2 separate regions of the Gasterosteus aculeatus genome follow, and region 2 is linked to region 1. Evidence: chromatin contacts called from public Hi-C data. All regions are on one chromosome and are shown on one strand. The core of a region is the stretch at or near the end of the contact, and the rest is flanking DNA. Distances in the headings are between cores, read along the strand shown. Region 1 holds the start of LOC120829789 (chemokine-like protein TAFA-2). Region 2 holds the start of LOC120829445 (death domain-containing protein CRADD).

Region 1 (6,996 bases), core at 2,064-4,563:
AAAGAGGATCCATTAACCTCACAAAAGCTACAAAGCTACATTCGTTCCTCTGTTTGCTCTTCCATGTGAATGGTGCCGTGGCAACAGGCCAAGCAGAGTATCTTTCTAAAGTCAGCATCCTCCCAGCTCCCCCTGGAGGATTTACAGGTGCTGCCATGCCAGCTGGAAAATGATGCCAGTCAATCTGTCATGTTGCTCTCCTGTCTGAAGTTCACACACCACGCCGGCCTCCTCAGGGGAAAAGCGCACGCTGGGAAGGAAGCATGTACCTTGTGGCTTGACCCGTCACAAAGGCAGGTGAGGAAGAGAGCAACATTGGTTCGACCATCTGAATAACAGCGGGCTATCCCGCCTCATGCTTTTGGCACTGGGATCATTCAGCTCATCCCTGTGTACCGTAAATGACATTTAACGCGGCAGAAAGCAGATCCGCATACGGTGTGTCTGGTACGTCTGTCATGTAATCTTAATGCGGCTAACTCTAGCGTAGTTGATGCTAATGAGAGTCTCAAGCAAGACTCATGGAGCTTTCATGCTGCGATGCAAGACCATCAATTAGCAATGAGGGCAGAGACTGATCTCTCGTGCTCATCGAGGCTTTGAAGGAATTAGTCTGTTTGAACATTTACATCTTTCAGGGAAAGAAACAGAGAACATGGGATAGAGTTCAAATGCTACGGTGCGCCCTGCTGCTATTTCGGGAAAAGGGTTCTTTGACGAGGGCAGCTCGGTCTTTCAACTCCACTAACGGTCTGTGATGAGTGATCTGCCGCAACTTTCTTTTAAAGCCGTAGATCAAATTCGTCTAAAAAGCACAATTTACATAAAAAGAAATTGCTTATTCATCTCTTTCGAGTTTATAAATGAATTTCTCAGAGAATTCTCTGCAAGTGGATACTTTCAGGATACCTTTTTTGCTACTTTAAGTTTTCCATGGAGTCAACGTATGTCAACGCCTGTTTAGTCCCTTTCTTCTGGGGATATTCTACATGGAGGGAGTGGGGCGGTGGAGGCCGACAGACAGAAGGAGACACACAGAAAGACGGGGGGGAGTGAAACAGCCCCGAGGGCCAGCGAGAACAGAGGAGCTGCCCTCCAAATGGGTAACACAACGAGCAACAAGGAACAACAACGGTGACGGCTACACCTTCCAGCTGCCGTCTTTCATATGCTAATGGCGGTATTACTGCCTGCCAATGCAACACGGAACACAAGGTGTGCGTTTCTGGGTGTGTATTCCAAATGAAGAGATGCACGCAGCACTCAGAGCCACGTGGTTTTTCTAATAAGAGTCCTCTGGCGAGGCTTTTAAACAAAAGCACAATTGTACACATAATACCGTGTAAAAAAGCCTTCATCTTTACTCTGACGTTTTCAGGTGACAATCAAATGTTTCAAATGCCTGACATACTATGGTGTACTGCTCATCCTTTGGCTACAGTAGCTATAAAAATCGACTTTCTTACACACTGATGGGCTGGCTGAGAGGAACAACCTTTGAAATGATGAAATATTGTTTTTTTCACATGTTCTCTGGGAGGTTTTGAGTGTGGCCTCTGCTCCGTGGTAGATTGTCCGAACTCATTAGATGCTATATGAAAGGCCAGGTGGCATCTTCTCCTGCCTTTAAGGATTATCTCATCGTCCGCCAGCATATTTCTCCATTTCAGTTGTTTGGTTGAGCTGATTTCCCTTCAGTGATTCAAGGGAACAAGCAAACGTGATAAGATTATTTGGAGCTGCTTTATGAACATGCCCACGTAGCTGTGTGAATGTGTGTTAGCATGTGCCTCTCTATGTGCGCAAAAACACGACTCCCAAGGGCTGTCATGTGATCCGTAAAGCTCTTCTCTCAGTGGGAATTAACTATTTATTCTGTGACAGAAATCCACCAGGCACTCTGATTGGTACATGTTAAATCCCGCCCTGTGTGATTGGGAGTTCACCAGCTGGCGTGCGTGCATGCGTGTGCGTATTCATGTGCGCGGGTGAGGATGGACTTGTGCAAATGTCACAGATCCCAAAGGAATGAGGTTGATTTTGAGGTGTTACAAGTTAGTAGCCCATTGATCCGGCCTGCATGTGCGTTTCTGTTTGTCATCTTGGAATCCACATCCTGAACTTTGCTGCCAGAGCCGCATAGAAGACGAATCCGAAGGCGTGGCTATCCGTAATTCCCCCATCTCACTAGAGCGGAGAGAGAAAGAGCAGTGGAGAGACAGACAGAGATGGAGAATGTTTTGCTATATTAAGAAGATAATACAAAGGAATCAAAGAATGAGAAATAAAACAGTGTGAGAAAGAGTGAGGCAAAACGAAGAGGGGAATTCAGTAATCCGAATTCTTTGTCAGAGTGACAGATTAGCTCACTGGGTGAAATGATGTATGACTGGCACCAAGCCTTCTCACATGCACACGCGCACAATCACGCCCTCACTATGAATCACCCACGTGTGCAACCGCACACCGTCACCTCCATCACGCCTCACAGACACACAGACTCTGAACTGCCTGGTTTCTGTGGCCTTGTTCATCTGCTAGAGAAACAGATAATATCTATTACTTGTTTCTCAAGCACACAGACAAGACACAAAAACACATTGGTGGGGGCACCCACCTACACACACACAAACACACACACACACGCACAGTCACACACACAGTTACACCCTAGAGCCCGCGGGGCTGCTTCCTCAAATGGACTGCAGAGTCACAGAGTCTGGACAAAGTCATTTGTTGTGAGTAAACTTCCTTGAACAGCTCAGGTTGTTCCAAGCAGTGGAAGACCACACATACACACACCCACACAAACACTAACACACGGGTCAATTTGGCCGGGCACGGTGTCGATCACCCCTCTGCGCCTGTTGGTCTAGTCTACGGGGAAAGGCCCATAGCTCAGCTGACGTGAGTTCAATTTAATTTGAACTTCACACAGCCGCGAGAGGGAGAGAGGCGAGGGAGGGGGGGGGTCCAAATGGTTTTGTCCTTCTTGAAGTGACACAAACATTTCAGGCTTTCCCAATGTCCATCCCCAAGAGAGCAATTGCTGACACATGACGGCTGGTGCTGGCTGGTGTGTGTTTGTGGTTGCTGAAGGGGCCTACAATGGCCCATGCCTTTTTCTATTTGTCTGCCAATCCATGACAATTATCACATCTCCAACAGCAACACGCATATTCTCCTTCACATCACTTGCACGCGTGTCATCTGCATGCATCGCATGCTCCTTCTCCCCTCAGCTGGTCGCCTCTTCGGGCCGCTAGGGGGCGCTGCTCCGCTTCACAGGCGCAGCCGCGCTCCGGTGTCTCGCAGGCGCGCAGGCGGCAGCGCGCCGACAGTCGGCCCGACTCCCCCGACCGGACAGCATCGCACCTCCGTCCAGTCACACTCCGCTACGTTCTCGTCGCTCCCACATCAGGAGGATAAACAAGGGGTCCCGCGGTGCAAAAAAACACAACACAACAACAGGCTGTTGGAGGACGTTCTAAGTTGGATGTTTCTACCATGTTGCTCTGTCTTAATAACTAAGTTTCCCGTCTGAACCGTTGGGTAGAAGCGGGGCAAAGGAGCGGAACTTTGAGGAGGACCTTTTTTTTTTTTTTTTTTCTTGCACCGGAGTAACCGCTGCTTTTAACCCAGGAGGGTCGTATCCGCCACGGGCTTCGTTTGCTCTCTTGCCCGGCTGTGGAGTCGGAGGCTATGGTGTAACTTTTGCGGCTCCAGTCGAACCCGCGCGGCCCGGTGTGAGGGAGTAACCGTTTTATGGTACCGGAGAGGGGATGCCAGCCTCTCCCCCGTCTCGGATCGCGGAGCCGCTATGAGGAGAGAGGATCACCTGCTGGGCTAACAGAACACGGTCACACCTCACCGACAGGTACGGGTCCCCGGCGTGGTGCCTGCAGACAACTGCCTGGTCTGTGGATTGTTTGCAGCGTGCTGTAGACAAAGTGAAATAGTGAAACACCTGTCAGGCGAGATTAATATGTTTGATGACAACCTGGTCGTTTTTTTTGTCTCCGAATAACTGATGGACATAATAGAGAACACTTCGTTCATCCGTTCCAATTTGGAGATTTTATAAAGGCATTAGAATTTAGAAAAAAAGAGGAAATATCCCATCAGCGTACCCTGACATGGTATGAGATTTATTATCGATATAGGGATTTTATAGCAAAACAAATTGTTGTGGCTTTCAGGTGTTGCACCTCCCCTCTTTCTAACGCGCACAACACAGGGTTGGTCCGAGCTGTGCGTAAACGGGCATGTGGCACCGGGTCCAGCGCGGTCTGTGTCACGCAGAGCTCACCTCGTTTCGACTACTGCTTTGTGAATTCCCGTCCATTCAAGTGAAAAGCTATATTGCTGCAATCAACAGCATGACAGGAACATGTAACTCATCAGCCTGAACGCAGTGGTGGGCTCTTGTGCAGCAGCCCCATGGCTCACCTCATGTAGATGGTAATTCTTAAGGTGACCATTATTGGCGACAGTGCTTCAGTTTGGTGGCCGGGTGGAGGCTGTAAGTTGTTACACTGACTTCTTTTAGCTCTGGATGTGATCTCCTGTTAGAGGTAATGTCTTTAGGAGCAATAGCTGTCCTCTTACACAAGTTATCCAATTATTTTTTGTGAGCTTTCCAACCGAACATGAATCAACGCGAGCAATCATTGCAACTCATGTGCAAACCCTTTATTTAGGCAAGACAAGTGCTTGAGAAAAAAATAATGTGTTTTGGGTTAAAATGGCATTATTTAGGTTTGTAGGTTACGGTTCCTTCTGGTTCCAAACGAGATCTGTTTGGTGACTCCACCATCAGTGTGAGAACAGCCTGCATGTAGCATGTGTCGTTCCTAATCATGCTTTTTGGCTTTTCTTGGCCTTTTAAGGACCGTGACATGTTTATAAACCCAGTGTTTGTGGCTAAAAGGTGATTTCATTGAAATAAAGGCGGTCATCCCACGTGTGGCCATATTTTTGACATCTTTCAGTTCCATCTGTCTCTGTCTCCCACTCTCACGAGCCCCTGCAAGGAACATAGAAGAGAAAATGGAGCAAGGGAGAAAATAAGAGAAAATTGAGCGAGGGAGTTACAAAAAAAGCAGAACTAACCGTGAGACTTGATTGACAGGACAGCAGCAATGCAGTGGGATGTCAGATTTTGGGTACCAAGATAGGGTGCTGAGGTATGTATGGAAAATACAAGAATGCACTAAAGGAAACACACAAGGGGTCACAAGCTCCTAAAATGTTCTCAAATATACTTTTAAACAGGCTGATGAATTCCTTCATGAAATGTTAAAATGTTTTCGTGCCCCACCTCCTTTACTGTCAGGTGGAAAAGGGGCTAGTCTGTAGACTTTGTTCTGCTACATGTTTCATTAAATGAAAAAGAGAGAATGGATGAAAAGATGGAGGAGGACAGAGGAAAGAAGAAGAAGTTACTTTCAAGTGAACATAATATATTAGAGTTTCATGTTTTAACAAATTGACATGCATTCATGCGACCTGTATCGTCTTTTGAGCCATGTCATTTAATACACATTAAGTAATCACAGCCTGTTTTCTGTGACAGCTGGATCTACATTGGTGTCAGTGAAAAGGTGACAGGAAATAAGGGAGAGAGATCCAACAAAGGTCAGAGTGGGCGTCCTAATCGCTGTGCCGCAGGGACGCCCCGGTGCATGTTTACTTCTGGAAAACCAAAAGCTGTGTTTGAAGCGTGATGTAGAGGATACACTGATTTGCAAATCAGCAGAGTCCGCAGGACTTGTTCAAATTGGACCATTTTATCCCGCCTCCTCATGGCAACATGATCAAAAGCTAACATGAGCTATCCTTAAAATACAGCAAGTATTCCTGTTTCCGTAATCCACAATTTCCTTACAGTATGTCTCTCACTTGCACTTTGAGCAAATATTCTTCTTACATGTCTCTCTCTTCTACCAATAAGCCCTATGGGTAACGGGAATACTGTCAAAGCTGCTCTCAAGATAGATGGAGAGAATGACAAGGACACGGAAAGCAACTTTGCCTTGGAAGTAAACTAAAACAGTGGTGCGACAAACAGCAGAGAACTGTGCAGAGGAATTACTCCATGTGTCAAACAGAAGGGGGGTGAGTGGCAAACAGACCACTTAAAGCACTGCTATGATAGCTGCTAGGCTAAGCTTGCTGCTATGCTACTTCCATCTCAACATCTAACGTTACACTGCGGGGCACACAGTCTGCAGAAGACCACCACTGTGTCCCTAAAAGACGGTAGTTTGAAAATGTCCTGGCTAAATGTGGGGAGATTGTTGGCACTTCAAACACAGCCGTTGAATGACGGAGAATTGAGAGCAAAGTGCACGAGAGCAGCAGGAAGAGTCGCTAGTTCAACATGTTCCACCAGGTGGAATTCTGCCTCCAAGATGATCAATCGCGTGTAGTTTTGTGTTTAAAATAACATTAACAATTAAACAACAGTGTCTAAAATACACACTTTCTAGAGTGATTACTCATTTAAGATTCAGTCTTTAGAAGAAAAACTAAATTTTAAAACATTAATTAATCGCCATTAATCGAGATGAATTTCAAAATGTGCGATTAATTAGTTTTTTTTTAATCTATTGACAGCCCTAGTAAAAAGTGATCTTGTTCTTGTCCAACCACCTCCCGTAGCTGTGCATGATGCGTGACGAATAGGGGATAATTCATAACGAAAGAAAAAGAATGAGAAGTCGGAGCAAGTGAGGCAGAGACCAAAACAGACCCACACAGAGAGGGGGAGAGGCAGAGGGGAAGTGAAGAAATCTACAGGGGATAAATCAAATAAATAAAAAGCATGTGTCCTATAAAAGGTGTCCTGTATTTCATTGGCCACCTCCAGTAGCTGTGTGTGGTGTGCCGAGGCCCAGGGGGGCCGAGCAGCCACTCTAAATGTGTGTAACCCACATGGAGAAATTGTTTCTAGGAGATCAGGCCCTGTAAATTCATTCCTAGCCGGCAGCCCTG
Region 2 (6,996 bases), core at 2,122-4,621, 150 kb after region 1:
TCTTATCACATATAACCATTTCCTGCACTTTGCCTCCAAACAGTTTTTTATGAGAACATTTCATCTACAAATCAAATGAATAGTTCTGTGAACGTTTTCATTCTATTCTATAGCCTTAGCTAACGCCGTGCATGCATAACCACCATTCACCATATAGATGTGTGGGATAATGTTGTTGATGCAATGAGCTGTAAACTGACGGGCAACCCGAGAGAAAGAAGGGATTATAGAGGGATTAGTTGTAATTTGGTTTAACTGTTAAAAAAGATGGATTCACCATCGACTTGTGTAACACTTGTTTACCAAAATGTCTCATTAGAAAAGAACAGCTGTGGGAAGACATTTTTAAAATATATATATATATTTTAAATAAATTTCAAGCATGCCAGTGTTGTCATTATTGTTCACATTGGTGCAAATCCACAAGGACCATAAATGTCCCTGTCCGTTCATGTTCAGCCGGAGTAACAGCGCTCAGTTGAAGCGAGTAGGTGTGACGAGTAGGTGTGATGTCCTCAGAAAACCTAAAACCGTGTTTTTGCAGAGTCCCCTTAGTTCTCACATAGAGGCAACAGAGTTTAGAAGAGTCCAGACCAAAATCAAAGCCAAAGCCTGCAAAGGTGGGGTTAACTCTGCCGTGGGATTTCTTTCTGGAGCTCACAAAACCTGAGTTTTGACGTAGTTGTCTCACGACCAAAAACGGAGATTCCATAGGTATAAACTTTATGGCCGAAGTTATGAAACGTATGAGGAGCTGAGAGAGGGAACCAGCTGAAAGCACTAAAGAATGGTTTGGAATGATAGGAGCTCCCTCTAGGGGTTGACTCGTGCTGCAGTAGATCATCGTCAGTCTGCTCCATCCCCTCTAACGTTCTCTTTGTTCTTTTGCATTCCATGTGATCATCCCGAATCCCCCTTTTGCAGAGATTTGATCCTCCATCCTCTAAAAATGGTCTCGACACAACGCCGACTGGCAACGCTATTGAATTACAGCAGGTACAACATGATGATCTCACACACCCACAACTTTTCTCTTTTCACTCCAACTGTGATGATCTCACACAGTCTCCTGCTTATCTACCAAAACACACACACACACACACACACACAGGTAAAGTCTTCCTTTTCTCCTGCACTCATCCATTTTCACCTGCAGCTGCTCTGCTCTTTAATGCAGAGAATGTGTCTTTCAGTCAGACTCTGTTTTTTCAACAAAAAGCACATTCACTCACACACACTAACATTATTTATATCTACCAGCGGTCCTATTATATTGCAGGCTCAATCTATAAGTCCTCTGCAAACTGTTTCCTTTGCCATAATGAGCAACAGCGTCTTATACATTTCATTTGAGCGAATGCACATGACATACTGAGTGGTTATCGGTGGCCATCATGCCTTCGTACTATACGTTACAACTTTAATTGCACAAAAAGTAAGGATAATATATTCGGCAATGGAATTACTTAGGCGCTGTGAGTTGAGCCTTCCTGATATCTCTTTTTTATCTTTGTCTTCCTTCATAGTACAACATGTAGCTTCCACTGCAGGAAACTGAAGCAATCCACAGTGCATTTCCACTCCACTGTAAATAGCTGCTTCCCTTTGCCCTCCCAGTGGCTGTCTCCTTGCAGTGCCGGTCTCTCTCTGCTCTGCTGCCATGCTCTTCCCTCCTTTCACTCTAGTCCTTCATATATAATGCATGTAAAACAAACAGCCATGTCAGAGTCACTCAAATGCATATCGTCCCTGCGCTGCTGCTCCATTGACCCGGAGAGTTGGGGTTCACATCAAATATTACAGCAAATATACGTGCACGTACTGTACGTAAGAGAGTATATTTGTAAAAATCACATAGTTATGGACAATCTCTAATTGGCAAGGAAGTATAACCAAGCAGCTGCTTCTGAAGCGATTTGTAGAGTGGATACTTATTCAAAGGAGAAAAGTCTCTCTTATGTTGGAAAGGAGTTCAATTCATGTGCACTTTTTTTTTCTTTGTATACACATACACGTGTATTGTTAAAGTAATGCTTGATGCTATCGAGAGAAACGTGGAACCAAATAGGTTTGATTTCCCTTTCCTGTTACTTTACATATAAATCCAATTTCTCGCTCGAGGCACGGAGGGATAAGCTGCTGCGCTGGCTTGCTCCTCAGTTATGTACCCGTTTTGTGTACAATTTTCCAGGTGCAGAGGTCTGCAGAATAGATCCAGAGCCACTCATGAGGAAACAGCACTACACTCCATCAGCACTGTGGAGTGTCCACGCTATTATACCATCCAGCACCAGCATGCACATACAAATAGAGTTTACCACTTGACATAGAGTGAGACGAGGCCTGAAAAGCTCAAGGGTATGAGTGGTATTGCACTCGATCAGTGGCAGAGTGAGTTCATTTTCCCATCCCGGACAGAATATGCTCCACTGTTGCTGCGGTGATTGAATGTCAAATGACTAAATGCACATTTCACAGGCACATTATACATCATTTGGAGTATATATACATGTATATTTTCTTCGATCAGTAGATCACCTGAGCTTTCAGTGTTGTCTTTATGATGTATCTTCTCAAGTTCACGTATGAAAATAAGGCAAATTTATCACATAATAAAGTTGTTATAAAGTACATAAAGGATGGATGGTGCATTCCTCTTTAACAGTGTCACCTGGTGAGAATAAACAATAAGAACAAATGATGCTTCTCTTTACTCTTTCCACCCTCTATAGGAAAAGAGAGAAAACTGAATTTATTCAGACAACTAATACACACGGTGACTCAGAGTGCATACAGTGTGTGGATGAAATGGGCTTCAGAGGCTTTTCCTCTCACGCAAAGCAAATATCTGTCCAGGAATAAGATATTGATTTCTCATTTCCCAGAACTGAAGCTGAATAAACACGCTAAGCCCACGTGTGACCGGTGGTGGCTGATAATTGTTGACCGGTAACAGTCAGAGGCCTTGGGAGGAAATGTTACAATAAACCCACATGTGCTGTGTGTCCTTCATCATTCACGTGGACGTGCACGTTCCGGTAAACACGCACGCATCTGTTTCATTGTCATTCAGTGAATCTTTTCTGCTCAAACAAATTAATCAAATGTTTTTTTAATTTTATTTGACAGCATTCTGCTAACAGAGTATGATCAACAACAGATTTCTTGGAATGAACATGAATTTCTGAAAGGGAGAGAAGCCAGTTAGTTTAGTGGAATTTAAATCGGTATTAACAGCAAAAGGGAGTTTTTGTCTCAGGAATGTGATTTAATTCCAAATCAACAACATTACACATAGATGGAATAGATTAGATTAGATAGATAGATAGATAGATAGATAGATAGATAGATAGATAGATAGATAGATAGATAGATAGATAGATAGATACATACATACATACATACATACATACATACATACATACATACATACATACATACATACATACATACATACATACATCTTCATTATCTTTATCAAAAGATTGTGTGAATTTTGTCCTGAAAATATATTAAAATAAGATTAAGATATGTGAGGGCCTTTCTCGGTAGCGTTTGCAAAGCGCGATCAATTCCACCAGATGTCCCTAATCCCTCGGAGCCGCTGCAGATTGTAACAGCAGTGAACTCGTTCATCCGCTGGATGGAAGCACGGTGACATTAACGCGAAGCGATGCACAGGAAGGAAGGAAACAGGCAAAGAAGAGAACGCGTTTGAAGCGGTCAGGCAGGCGGAGAGAAACGGTTGCCCGCCCGTCTGTTTGCCCCCGAAAAAAGCGCCTTACTCCGGCTGTTGCTACGTGGTAAGAGTCTGAATGTGACTGGATGTGGTTTGTGTGAGTCAGCGTGAAGCGCATCTGGTGTCGGAAGAAGCTTCGCGCGCGGAGCTCGCGGCAAACCAGGAAGTCCAGACGCGGGAATAATGCCGCGTTAAGGGGTTGTAATGTACTTTCACTACCTGCGTAATACTGCGTTGACATACAAAACATTTTTTCTTTTCTTTCTCAGAATTGTGTATATGCGCTATTAGTTTTATTATCCATACATTAACTTAAATGAGAAATACGGTAACGTTTTTTATTTTTTAACTTTGTCATCACCAGGGTTACTTACTTTTACAAACCATCTGTACTATGTACAGGGGGGGGGGACATACACATTATTGGGCAACAAAATGCAATAGATAGAATTAGGGTTGCAACATTCCGGTAATATTCAGAGTTGGCAACTATCCATGGGAGTATACAGGAATTAACTGCAGGTTTCGGGGTAATTTAGCTGCATTTACCTTGTCATATATGACAAACCAGATAACATTTTGTCATGAGCAGACATGCATGCATACATTTCTAATACACAATTTTAAAATGACTTTTTGACTTGATCCATTCGTGAGTAGAACAAAAACATGAACGTTGAATGAAATAGCGGATTCCCTATGATCGCCCCGTTTTCAAACCGCTGTTGAATGTTAAGGGAGGTGATGGTGTACTGTTGTGTGGACATGTATACATCCTACTTTCACTGCTGTAAAAAGTAATTGTATACAAGTAAACTTTGTATTAAAAGGAACTTTGCTTCAGTCTACCAAGTTATCAATATGCTCAGTAATGACAAAGACGCTCGAAAACAACACAACGTTTTATGTTCGCGTTTCTTGCTGCATTCAGGGTCCAGCTGAGCAAGGTTTGCATAGTCTTGTTTTCAACGTTTAAGTCACCTGTTATATGCTTTTGCAAAATAAGTTCCAGAGCTTTACTTTCTGGAAATTTACCAGAAACTCTTTTCCCCTTTACAATAAAGATGACCTGTCATCATTCACACCACTGAGGTTAAGGTTCCATTGCTTAAAGTACACCATGATCTCATTGTGGGAACCCAAATACCTAACTGAGGACTAAAGATAACGGTTCTGTTGAATAGATTCAATTGCTTTTGGTTTTACAGTAAATTCCTATTTGATCTGCACTTGCATTAAAATAATTCATCATTAATTTATTTTTCTATTTAAGTGACATTCAGCCATGGCGGGGGAACCAGCCGCCGAAATCCAACTACTCCGAAGCCTGAAGGCCAGGCTGATAGAAATTCTGAGTGCAGATGCCGATTTCGTCCTCCAGCATGCAGACTCTTCCTCATTGCTGTCCAATAGCGGCTACCAGCAGGTGAGAGCTCGCACTGTTCCTCGTGAGAAAGTGACAGACCTGCTGGATCACATCATCCAGAGGGGTCCTGAAGAAGCACGGGGTCTGCTGGAACTGCTGAAGGGACCGGCACTGCAGGAAACCTTCCCAATGCTTCGCTTTCTTAAGGATGGGAAGATAAACACACCGTCTACAGGTTGGCCGACGCGTGTTCAGCACTTTCAGTAATCTTGTTATGTGATTCAGGTAGTTTCCCATGTTGAAAATAATGTGTTGTCTTTGGAAGGTGTACGACTTCCTAACTCAGAAGATACCGTTCCATCCAAACAGATCTGCGAGAAAAGTGAGTCCAATTACATTCAAAACTATTCCCTTTAAAGCACCATGCAGAACTTCACCTCGTGTGTCCGTCTCATTTCACAGGCCCTGGCTTAGTTAAGGAGAGGCAGCTGATGGAGGTTGCTTGTGCCATCGGCAACTCTTGGAAGAAGATCGGCATACTCGCTCTGGAAATCCCCGCTTTGAAGCTGGAACAGATTGAAATAGACCAGACGCAACATATCGACAGAGTGTTTCAAATGCTGCTCTTCTGGAGAACGCGCCAGAAGATGAACGCCACCGCTGCTCACCTGCACAGGCTGCTCAGTCAGGAACACTGTGGACTGCCACCCGAAAGCATTACCCCACTGTTGGAGGGTGACTGACGGCTTCACTTTCTAGTACTTGAGAATGCAACCATATCTTACCTGCGAATGAGTGTGTATCTCTGGTCTCATATCAGGAAAAACAACACTTGAAGACGTTTGTACTGGAATGGAATAAACCCAGTGTAATTTGGTACCACTGAGGCCTTTAGCTCAAGGTTCCTTGTGTATAGAATATGTATAAAATGTTTTCAGCCTGATGTTTAAACTGTAATTTCACTAGACCAAATCATGTGACTAGAATAGAGCTTGTCTGGCCAATTGTGACGCCTTTGCGCTCAGATATTCGGTTCCGGTCAATGAGCTTCCTTTTCTACTTTTCTCAAACAGTTTTATATTTAGCTTTTTTTCATGTTGCAATAATACAGAGTTTTGTTTTAACAAAAGTTCTTTGCTGAGAGAACAGTTATTTTATTCCGTCACTGCTGATTAGTCTCCTTCCAGTCAAGGAAACAACTGAGCAAAGCACATTTTTTAAGATGGTACACTAGTGCCTTTGAAGAGGAGGATGAATCCTATTGCTTTCTTTTTTAGGTTTTCTTTTTTTACCGGATCATTTGATGTATAGGTAGAGTTTGTGATGGGATATGTAGCTTTCTGTGAATGGGCAGATGTTTAGAAGTTTCTGCCTTGTGCCATATTGATCTAAATATGTGCCTTTAAATGTACCCAAATTAACTTGTTTGATTAAACTCAGGTCTGTCTTGGGATAGCAACTCGGTGGCTTTGTTCCTTGACTACATTCCTCCTCCTCTTTTTTTTCCACCTCATTGGGGACAAAGGTCAACTCCTTCCCCCTACTACAAAAACTCAACCATCCTAAGCTTTCTCTGCACAGCACTTGGGGTGACAAGATGGCAAACATGTTCCCAGACTCATGTAAGTACTGTGTGCTTCAGTTGTCTATTTTTGATTATAACTCTTGACGTCTGGAAGAGTTTGTTCATGCGTTTAACTCTTCTGACAACAGTTGAAGGACAGGAATCTCGCATTCTCCGGGACCTGAATGAACCCCTTGTTGACCACGCAGAGGGCCAACTCTTCTTGAACGATGCCTTTAAAATTATTATGGAGGAGGTGCTCTGCAAGGGAACAGACATCAAGCAAAAGGTTTCGTGGTGTCTAAAATCACATCGGTGTGCGGTTTA

Evidence for each region. A called contact is a pair of places that touch in the nucleus more often than the background predicts.
Region 2: a contact with region 1 is called in a Hi-C map of skeletal muscle, with 7 times the contacts expected there. The contact joins the promoter of LOC120829445 here to the promoter of LOC120829789 in region 1. A contact is called at or near these places in 3 of 6 Hi-C or Micro-C datasets (liver and skeletal muscle).

What each region holds. Positions count from the first base shown.
Region 1 is chr2:10,016,378-10,023,373 of fGasAcu3.hap1.1, forward strand. LOC120829789 (chemokine-like protein TAFA-2) reads left to right here and starts at 3,314. Exons shown (of 5, transcript XM_040194230.2): 1 at 3,314-3,877.
Region 2 is chr2:10,164,680-10,171,675 of fGasAcu3.hap1.1, forward strand. LOC120829445 (death domain-containing protein CRADD) reads left to right here and starts at 3,372. Exons shown (of 3, transcript XM_040193545.2): 1 at 3,372-3,803; 2 at 5,013-5,340; 3 at 5,568-6,564. The coding sequence starts at 5,025. The coding sequence ends at 5,848. It overlaps LOC120829724 (cysteine sulfinic acid decarboxylase), which reads left to right and starts at 6,593. Exons shown (of 14, transcript XM_078091305.1): 1 at 6,593-6,727; 2 at 6,819-6,958. The coding sequence starts at 6,703.